Linked DNA regions of Zea mays: region 1 is linked to region 2. Evidence: chromatin contacts called from public Hi-C data. All regions are on one chromosome and are shown on one strand. Each heading gives the region's core, a stretch centred on a gene start, on an enhancer-like site or on the middle of the called end of the contact. The rest is flanking DNA. Distances are from core to core; before and after follow the strand shown.

Region 1 (5,153 bases), core at 1,394-3,893, 160 kb after region 2:
GTTTTGCCAGGACGCAGTCCTCACAGACTTGGTCCACATGGTCGATCGGCGGGAGTCCTCGCACCATGTCTGCGCGCCCGAGCTTGCGCAGCGACCGGAAATTGAGGTGGCCATAGCGCTCATGCCAGCGCCACGCCACGTCGCTGACCCGCGCGGTGAAGCACACCGGAGCAGCTATGTTCATGTCGAGGAGGTAGAGTCGGCTAGGTGTTCGGTGCACCTTTGCCAGTAGTTGTCGCTGCAGATCGTACAAGCGTAGGACGCCTGCTTCGATGTCGATCTTGAATCCGTCCTCGTCCATTTGGCCGAGGCTGACAATGCTGGTGGTGAGCCGCGGGATGTAGTAGACGCCGTCGAGCCGACGGTGTTCGCCGGATTTGCAGGCAAACAACACCGTGCCCTTGCCCTGGATATCCACCAGGGACCCATCTCCGAACTTAACGGTGCCCGTTACGCCGGAGTCCAGCTCGGCGAAGACGTTGCGCGAGCCCGTCATGTGGTTCGTCGCCCCGGTGTCAAGTACCCAGCGGTGAAGCATCACAGCCTCCTCCTCCTGCTCCTGGCTGAGGTGAAGGAGTACCTTGGGTTCGATGATGTGGACCTGCTCCTGCGTCTCAGCTGCAAACGCCGGTGAAACAGAGTGGCAGCATGACACGGGTGGCCTGATTACCTCCGTGTCTGCAGCGATGTACATCAGTGCGCGCTCGTCATCTTCTTCGGCCTGCGCAACGTGTGCCGCACCCTTCTTCTTCTTCCCGCGGCAGTCTCGGGCCCAGTGCCCTTCCTTGCCGCAGTTGTGGCAGGCCGTGCCAGGTGGCGGCTTTCCACCGCCCGCGTTCCTGGCACCAGCGTTCTGGCCATCGTGGGCATGCATCGTGGATCTTGCGTCGCCGCGACCACGTCCTCGGCTTTGGCGCTTCCCGCGGCTGCTGGAGCCGCCGCTGCCACCAGAGCTCTTCTGCTCACGTCGGGCCTTGCAGCGTGCCTCCCAGTCTTCCTCACAGAGCATCAGGCGCCCCAAGGCGTCCGTGACCTCCTTCGGCTTGCCACGTTCCTCGAAGACGCGTAGCCTCCCGATGACCTCCTCGATCGACACCTTGTTCAGGTCGAGGAACATTTCGAGGGAGACGGCGGCTTGCGAGAGCCGATCCGGGACAACCTGCAGAAGTTTTTTCACTACCTCGGCGTCCGTGATGTTGTCGCCGAGGGTGCGGAGGTTGGCGGCGAGCGTCGAGATGCGGATGCCGAACTCGGAGACGGTCTCCCCTTCCTTGAAGGCGATTGCGCCGAACTCGCGGCGCAGTTGCTGCGCGCTGTCATCGCGCGCGCGATCGTCACCGATCCGGAGCACCTTGACTGCGTCCCATGCCTCCTTGACGGTCTCCTTGCGGCCGAGTGTTGCCCACATCTCAGATGGTACCGAGCGCAGGAGGCCGGCCATGGCCTGACGGTCCTGCTGGTACTCGTCTTCATCGTCGTTGTCGTCAATGCCGTGCTCGACGACGTCCCAGACACGGAGTGTCTGATAGTTGACTTGCATTACGAGCGCCCACTCGGAGTAATTCGTCCGCGTGAGCATCGGCCACGCGACGTTCGCGGACGGGCGCTCGATGACGCGCTCGACGACGCGTGAGCCGGAGCGGCGGCGGCTGTGTGAGCGGCCACGGCGTCGCGACGGCGATCGCGAGTGCTTGACCTTCTGCTCCCCGTCGAGGTCGTCCGTTGGCTTCACCTTGGATGGTGGTCGGGACGACATGGCGACGGCGGAGAATAGGCTCTGGTACCAAATGACAGAGTCCCGTACGATGAAGACAGACACACGAGATGTATTTTGGTGAAGCAGAGCGACTTGCTTGCTTCTGTTGTTTTGCTATTGCTATTTAAAGAGAACATACGCAGCTATACATGGTTACCCAATCCCGGCATAATCGTGCTCGATGATTGCCATCCCAATCACCTGGGGTATGCCGTAATCTGGGCACACCTTCTTCTAATGGCGCTAAGGGCCTCTGCCTTCTATAGTTAGCAGCTAGGATTTATTCAAACAGAGCTCACGTCAGTTGGGACTGGGATGGGAAAGGCGGATGGACATGGTAGTGGTCTCGCGGGAATGGCCTCGACCGTCCAATGCATCATGGTGCCGTAATAATGGCCGGGGTGATCGACGAAGACGTATCTGAAGAAGGTGGTGTTCTGGGTGCTGGCGCGGAGAAGACGGTGAGAGGCTTGGAGCATGACGACGTGGACGTTGTCCACATAGGCAGCCTCCCAGAGGACGTCGTCCTGCTCCGGGGTCTCGTAGACGCCCTGGACCGTGAGGTTCGCATGGTGACGGGTGTCGACCCACGTCGTGACGCGCGAGACGGCGAGGTACCGGCCGTAGGCGGCGCTGTGGAGGAGGATGTAGATGCGGTCGTGGCGCCATACCCGGTGCACCTGCCACGCCGTTTGCAGGGAGCCGCGCTGCGGCTTCAGGATGACGCCCGCGCCGTCGTCGTCGGCGTAGAGGTACGTGCCGTACGCGCGGTTCCGCAGCCGCACGAACGCCCGGTCGGGGAAGAAGTCCATGGCCCGCGGTGGTGGTGCTTCTCCTGCGGCGGCGGATGCCGACGACGGCGACGGGGGTGGGTTTCTCGCGCGCTGTGGCGAGAGGCGAAGGGAGTTCGAACTTTTGAGTTTTGAAGTTCGAAGCGATGCCAGCTGTCCACTCGTTGGCGTAGGCGTAGTTAGGTCGGTTCTGAATAGCAGCTGTCCACTGGCAGGTGGGGTCAGTCAGCCCCTGCAGCCACTGGCATGTTAGTCCACAAAATCTTGAGATGATTTTCGATGCTTCCTAATCCTATTTCTACACGATGCAGCTCCCGTGAGCACCAGCGTGTTCGCCTCGGTGTCCAGCATAGATTTAGATGGTCCCACTTTCCATCCTCTAGAGCTCCAGCCGGCCGCCTCGTATCTGGGCCTGCTACAGGCTTCATCTTTTTTTTTTGGCAAGCTGTACTGACGTTTATGTGGTATCACATTATCTTCTTTTTATCTGGTTCAGTCATTAGTTCAGTGGTGAGCCCTTCCCAAACCTTTCCCTGGCTACGTAGCTTTCCATACCGGACTCTTGCTCGCTTTCCAGTGAAAAGTGGTGGCATGGATGCTGCAGTTCACGAACACGAAGCGATCGTACGACCACAAGCCCTGCACATTCTGTTCGGAAGAAACATGGCTAACTGTGCATGCGAGTTGCACTACCGGAATCAGCCACTCCGTAAAGATTAAAAAACACTTGATGGAATCAGCCACTCCGCAAAAATTGAAAAATACTTGGCGAAGTCTTTGCTGAGTGACACTCGACAAAAAAAAAACTCGGCAAACTGTACATCGACAATAACTTCTTTGCCGAATACTTTTTATCGGGCACTCGACAAAGACTTTGCCGAGTGTCAGCCGGTACTCGGCAAAGAAAAGTCGTCGCCACGGCGCCAGGTAACGGCGACCAGAAAAAACGTTTGTGTTCTCATAGAGTAATTAAATCCTTGTTGAACCCTCCTTTTCGACGATGAACATAGGGTGTTAGGTGGTGCATTATGATTCTATTTCTCAAATTTGGTGAAATGACCATGTTCTTCATATTAGTACTAACTAACTAATTATGATGAATGAGGTGTTGATAGCTCAACTCATTCCATTCCACAAACCAAACAAAAAAATAAGGAGTGAGAAAATGATGGAGTAGCTTATTCCTCAAACCAAACACCCTATTAATGTTTCGCTCACCTCCTGATATTGTGTCAAATGTCTTCTGGACCTTGTTTTAGCATATGTTCCGCTCACATCCTGATATTGTATCAAATGTCGATTGACATGTGAAAAAAACTAAAACTACTGTTGAGCACCATTTGTGCCACTAGGCATGGTCAGACGGTCCGTCATTGTGGCCTGGACGATCCGTCATTGTGGCCTGGACGGCCATATGCGCGGATGATCAGCGATAGGATTAGATCAGGCGATTAAACTCCTATCTCCTCGCGTATTTACCTCTCTAATCTCGCGGGAGCTGTTGGAGGACGTCTAGGAATGGGTCTAGACCTTTCCCTTATATATTTGAAGGGGTGCGGTCGATTGAGAAACCAACAATCGATTAGACAATCAATTTATCTTCTGTTATTTACTTTTTGTCCTATGAGTAGACAATAACATATATTTCTTCCTCTAATCTTCACCTCTCTCTGGCTCTACGTCGTTTAGAGGCGTTTTGGGTGGCCTGCCGATCCCAAGTCAAACCCTAAGACCTCTCCTCCCCGACGGGGTCCCTCCTGGGAGCGAGATCCAGGTGCTATTGGTGAACTTTGTCGCCTCTGCGCACGTGCAGACCGTCCGGTCACCACGCGCAGACCGTCTGACTTGTCAAGCAGAAACCCTAGCCTCTGCACAGGTCGCGGACCAATCGCGCTTCCACAGAGAGCACCACCTCTGGTACTCATCGCAGTGATTGGCGCCCAGATCGGCACCAACATACTTTTTGGTGACTCCTCTAGGGACAAGGCGTAAAGATCTATCAGATCGGCCCTGATGGCCGGTTCAAAGGATAGTTCCGATGTCTCTACTAGCAACATTATCGAGCCGACTATGGGGATTCTGTCGACTAAGGATTAGTGATAGTTCGAGGAGCACAAGGAGCAACTGATTGTCACACCCGGATTTTAGGGGTCCAAAACCCGGGCGCAAACATAATCACCAGGTGTGCTGGGACCAAGTCTCACACATATGATGAATCATGGCACAAGATCGAATGTCACATCTTTACTATTTAACAGGAGTTCTATACAAAATAAATAAGTAATTACATTATAAGGAGACAACGGTCCAGCAACCCAAAGTTGACTGGAGGACGACGACCTAGACCTCTCACGAACTCATCGCAGCATCCTCCATGCGCCTCATCCTGCGGTACCTGTTCTTGACCTGTGGGGGGTGTGAGACAGCAAGAGTGAGCTCACATACGTTCATCGCTCAACAAGTTGTGGGGAATAATGTGTATAAACTCGCCAAAGGTGGGAGCTCACGTGAAGTGTAAGGCTTACCAAAGAGGATGGTTAGAGCTGAGCATTGCTTTTAAAGTTGGTCAAAATTTTATTAGCAATTACTAAGTATAAGTAAATACC
Region 2 (5,648 bases), core at 727-3,226:
TGCGACAGGCCAGGTGAGCCGCGCTCCTGCTACAACGACTTCTTGAACCTCAGCTGCTGGACTGGCAGTGGCAGCTCGAATGAACGTTGTTTGCCTGTCTCGTAGTATAAAATATGCAGGCTCGATCAACAACCAACAGTAAATGAATGTATAATGGTGGTTCTCTTATAAAAAATGCAAGCCTAAATAGAATTTACAGAGATAGTTAACTTATTAGGATGTGTTCTGTTTGACTTTTGGCCATGGCTTCTACCTTCCAAAAACCAGAAGCCAAACCAAAGACCTTATTCTAACGAGCATATTTTCTCAAAGCCGACTTTCTCGAATTGGAAATTGAAAACATCTTTGAATATGTTTTTAGCGACTTTTGAATATAATGGGAGAACTTTCCCATAGGCCTTTGGTGATGTTCTGAATGTATATAGTTTTCCCTTCCGATGTACTTTCCCAGATATCGTCCTAATTGAAATACGTGTATGGATATTTCAGGGACGTACCCCTGGGAAACAATTTGTCAAGAAATTTCAGGGAAGCACGTACTTGTTTGTTAAGATGGACCAATGCAAGGCTACGGTCTACGGATCGGACCTGACAAACTACTGAGGTGGTATTTTTGTCACGAGAAGACTTACCTGAAAACAAAGTGTAGAAGCAAGGGTAAAGATTGACCTGATCCTTGCATTATTATTGCATACTTTCTTTACGTCGTCGTGTCTCGTCCTGGCCGCCATCACCTTGCCATTAATTTTTTTATTTCGCTCACGAGAATGAGAGCGTCGTCTGCCGACTGCCTGTTTGTTACAGCTCGAGCAGCAAAGAAAGCGCGTGTGTCAACTCGGCCAAGGTATGTCGTCAACTCATCATTGTTTTTTCAGAGAAATGACGACCTCTCATAGCACAGTACGGAGAGTCGGAGACTGTCGCTCTATCACGTCTGGACCAAGTCCAAAACAATCCATTTGCTGTTGCTAGATGAAGTAGTATGCACACAAGATATGCTGCTCTTGCTGTAGATGAAGGTATAGGATTGGGACATGGGCTTTTACTGCTAATGTCAAGTTTTGTGCTTGGCTTTTGCGTTTGCTTTAATCCGCGGGTTGCACATTCCATGATCATTCTTTGCTTTTTGCAGATAGCAATGCTTTGCATAAGGCTGTGAGCTCTGACCAAAGCAGCCTGTTGTACTGTTTTGAAATACCCTGTTGGACACTTGGACTACAAATAGCAGCTAAGCGTCTGTAAAAGTTAAAATTTAAGATTGATATGCTGAAGGTTCAAGAACAAAATTGATATGTTTTTGAATCAACTAGAATTTAATTTTGTGCACTCTGTTTGTACATCTGCATCTACATCGATTGGCGTGCCTGGTTAGAACAACATATATTGTATGCTCATTAATTATCGTGATAGTCTCATGCACACCTAAAGTATTTTATTACTATTGCCCCAATCTACCAAAACTCGAGAACAATTTATATGAAAGGTATATAGCAATTTATTCAAGAATTATATTGTCTCGATAGGGCGCCCGTAAGGGTGCCACTTATTCTAGTTAATATCAAGGAGCTAACTATTAACGTAGGCTATAAAGATTAGTTACATTATATAGATAAGCTAAGACGCATGCTATAACAGTGAGCAATCAACTATATTATTACTTTTTTTGTTGATATCAGACAAATATAAATTATTCTCATTGTTTATATTAGGATTATTATATTTTTTCTTTACATATTTTATTAACTTTTATTAATCATTTAGTTACATCATTTCATTTATTTGGTATGCTAGTCTAGAAAATAGTGAACATTAAAATATATTGTTTTATTTTTTAGTTTCAAGACTCTTTTGATATGATGCGACAGTGTTAAAAAAGTGTTATGAAACTGAAAGTCCCGTTGAGAATAACCTATGAACGAAAAATAAATGCGTCAAAACTGAAAACCAACCATCCACATGGCCGACGTGATTGATATGGATGTTTTCACGAAACCTGACCAGTAGCCGTCCTCGTCTTCCACGTTGTGTTTCTCGCCCACCTATCTATATTTATCATAAAAAACAGCCAAATCGAGCGAGGCGACGAGGGCGAGTAGTAGTTGGCGAGTTGGAGCAGGTCTGGGTCTGGCCGTGTGAGTTATTTCCCAGCCAGGCATCTGAGAGCTTTGGTCTTGACCTCGACAGAGATCGCCATGGACGCATCGGCGGAGGTGGACCACCTCGCCGCCGAGAGGTCGGCCGCGCGCTTCGATGTCGAGGCGATGAAGGTTGCATGGGCTGGCTCGCGACACGCCGTCGAAGTCGGCGACCGCATGGCCCGACTCGTCGCGTCCGACCCTGTAAGTGATTGCTTCCTTGACCCCCTTCTCCCCCCGATCCCCAATTCCACCTCCTTCGCATAGATCAGAATCAGATGCGCCTCCCCTCCCCTTCGCATGGATTGCTTGCGGGCTCTTCGCTTGCCCTTCCCCAACTTTTCAGCTTCATTCACTAGCTGACATCCACACAATCCGTGCTTTGCCTTTTCCGCTCCCCCCCGGATCAATCCCAATCTCGTTTCCTTCTTCCTGATAAAACAGCAACACCTTTCCGCATCTGATCTCCTGTAGCCTCTCTATGCAAGGCAGAAAAAAACTAACAAGTAAACGGATTTCGCAAGCCATGGTTTACCCAGCTCAATTCGGCTTTGACTGTTTCACCTCACCACCTTTTCCTTAAATTATTCGGATCTAGAATATTCATAGCTCCACTACTAATACCAGTTTTCTCAGTGTTTCCCTATGACCCCACGATGCTGACTAAACCGATAACCTTTTGTCTTATAAACAGTAGTTACGTGTTGACTTATTCTAGCATACATGATTGCTTTCCGGTTTCGAACTGTATATTATCCTTGTGAGAAATTGTAATATTGCTATTTCTGTTTTAGAAAAAGCAACAGTAAGATTGTAACCGTCATTCTTCCTATTTCCCTTGTTCCTAGTTTCCTAAAGGTTGTAAAGGCTAACATTGAGCCAAATCAGCACCCAAGCTTTGATTATCAAGCCAAGATAATGCATCAGGTTACAGTAGCTAACTTTCCTTCGCGAGAAGTTCACTTACAATTCCACCTGCTTAATACGTAGGTCTTCCGCAAGGATAACAGGACCATGCTCTCCAGGAAGGACTTGTTTAAGGACACTCTAAGAAAGGCAGCCCATGCATGGAAGCGTATTGTGGAACTACGTCTCACAGGTACCAAGTCGCCTAGATTCCAACACCAACCAAAGAAGTATCGAGCCATTTTGCTAGATAAGACAGTTTCACTGATGTTCTACTGTGTTGTATTGCTGGATTGGCAGAGGAGGAAGCAGGTATGCTGAGGCTATACGTCGATCAGCCTGGTTATGTTGATCTGCATTGGGTATGCCTATCAACCTTTATTGCATCAGTATATGTTCTTATCGTACCACGGTGAATCCTTTGTTGTCCATGCTGTGTGCTAAGGTCTTCTGGAATTGGTGCTGCTGGATGCTCAGCATATGGTTCTTGGGTTTCTGTAAAAATAAGGGCCTATCATTTAATAAGAAACAGATATAAGATTCCTGCCATTGAATAACATATAGTTTTTGTACAAGCTTCATCAATATTTTCACCTTACAAGTTACAAAAACAATGTCATCTTGCAGGGCATGTTTGTTCCTGCTATAAAAGGTCAAGGTACTGAGGAGCAGCAGAAAAAGTGGTTACCAATGGCTTACAAGTTCCAAATAATTGGGTGCTATGCTCAGACTGAACTCGGTCATGGCTCAAACGTTCAGGGCCTTGAAACAACTGCCACATTTGATCCAAAGACTGATGAGTTTGTCATCCACAGTCCAACTCTGACCTCCAGCAAAGTAAAGTCCTGTGAATCAACTACCTCCATTTTGATTTATTTTAAAACCATTCTTTTCCTTTCCTTTTTTTTGTGTTACTTTAGCCATTTGTATCTTGTTCAAAATCTTGTCCACAATTTGTTACATCTATCTTCATGTTGGCAGTGGTGGCCTGGTGGCTTGGGGAAAGCTTCCACTCATGCAGTGGTGTATGCTCGGCTGATAACTGAAGGAAAGGACTATGGTATACATGGTAAGAGTGTTTTGTGTTTAGGTGATATTTAAGTGTTCTCCTAGTCTCCTTTGTTTCTTATGCACGTCCTTGTCCCAGGTTTCATTGTGCAACTGCGAAGCTTAGAGGATCACTCCCCTCTTCCTGGTATTACTCTGGGTGATATTGGTGGAAAATTTGGCAGTGGTGCATATAACAGTATGGACAATGGTGTTCTGCGATTTGACCATGTGCGCATACCAAGGGATCAAATGTTGATGAGGTTCATTCATTCTGTTATTATACTTCACTGTGATACTTTATTTGTTTTTTTTTTGCAGCCTAACCCTATTCAAACTTGCTGTTTCTTTTTCATTCTAGGCTTTCACAAGTTACAAGGGAGGGGAAATATGTTCATTCAGATGTCCCAAAGCAGCTGCTTTATGGGACAATGGTTTTTGTTCGCCAGACAATAGTCGCAGATGCTTCTAAGGCTTTGTCCCGTGCTGTTTGCATTGCTGTACGATACAGCGCCATCCGAAAGCAGTTTGGCTCTCAAGATGGTGGCCCTGAGACTAAGGTATTCTATATTTATAATACCGAGCTCCGAGCCTCTTGTATTGCCATTTATCCATCTTCTTTATAATCTGTCAATTTCTTTCCAATTGGACACCAATATTTAGTTAAAGGGCAGACCTTCTATGGTCGTTTTGGGAGCTTGGATGTTGTCGAAGCATAGAAATGGTGCTGTCTTCCATGGAACTCCTCCGAACTTGGCTGTGGCTGTTCAGCTGGCCAGAGAGGAAGTCCTTCTGTAGTCTTTGGCTGGGGCTAAGGGGATTTCTTCCCTCCAAGCTCTAAGCCCTGCGGGTTATGTTTGCTTTAGTGTTGGGGGCGTCTGGTTGCAGGCAGGCGCACGGTTTTTGCTCCTATTCTTGTTTTGGTGCAGGCTGTTTATGTTGGGTCCTTAATGTGTGTGTGTGGGAGTATGTTGATGTGTGTATCTGGGTGTGTTCCGGGGTCCTTACCCCTCCTTAATACAATGACACACAGCTCTCCTGTGTATTTGATTAAAAAAAGTGCCGGAGGCTCCCACGTAAGGGCTTGTTCGTTTTTGTGTTAATCCATGTGGATTGGGTTGGATTAAATCCATAGCAAGTCAAAAACTCAAAATCCATCTCAATCCCACCCAATACACTCTAATCCACATGGAATATCAATAACCGAACAAGACCTAAGTGGTTTCTAGAGAAGGGATAAACCTAGCCAAGCATCCCCGTAAATGCGGAGAGGCTGCTTTGAACATGTGACCTGTTGACTCAGTGAGACGGCTCTCACCACTGCACCAGGCCTGCCCTTCAGACACCAATATCTAGTTGCTAGTAATAAATTGCTGACTGTTACCACCATATCATTGTAGATATGCTCATAGTTATCCCAAATACCACTAGCAGATAACAATAAGCACCTCAGCTATTGCTGATTGGTTTTCACTTTTATGTTGCAACTTTGTGGATAAACTATCCATTGGGCCTCTTCAGGTTTCCAGATTTATGTTGACTCTGTGGTTGTTCAGTATA

What was found. Hi-C and Micro-C count contacts between places; a contact is called where the count stands out from the background.
Region 1: a contact with region 2 is called in a Hi-C map of leaf, with 3 times the contacts expected there. The contact joins the promoter of LOC100278185 here to the promoter of LOC100191469 in region 2. A contact is called at or near these places in 2 of 25 Hi-C or Micro-C datasets (ear and leaf).

Annotation. Positions count from the first base shown.
Region 1 is chr9:19,115,124-19,120,276 of Zm-B73-REFERENCE-NAM-5.0, forward strand. It overlaps LOC100278185, which reads right to left and starts at 2,644. Exons shown (of 3, transcript NM_001151543.1): 1 at 2,056-2,644. The coding sequence starts at 2,568.
Region 2 is chr9:18,960,054-18,965,701 of Zm-B73-REFERENCE-NAM-5.0, forward strand. It overlaps LOC100191469 (Acyl-coenzyme A oxidase), which reads left to right and starts at 1,977. Exons shown (of 14, transcript NM_001136902.1): 1 at 1,977-2,339; 2 at 3,126-3,234; 3 at 3,342-3,403; 4 at 3,669-3,878; 5 at 4,023-4,110; 6 at 4,189-4,351; 7 at 4,450-4,648. The coding sequence starts at 2,193. It also overlaps the pseudogene LOC103639769.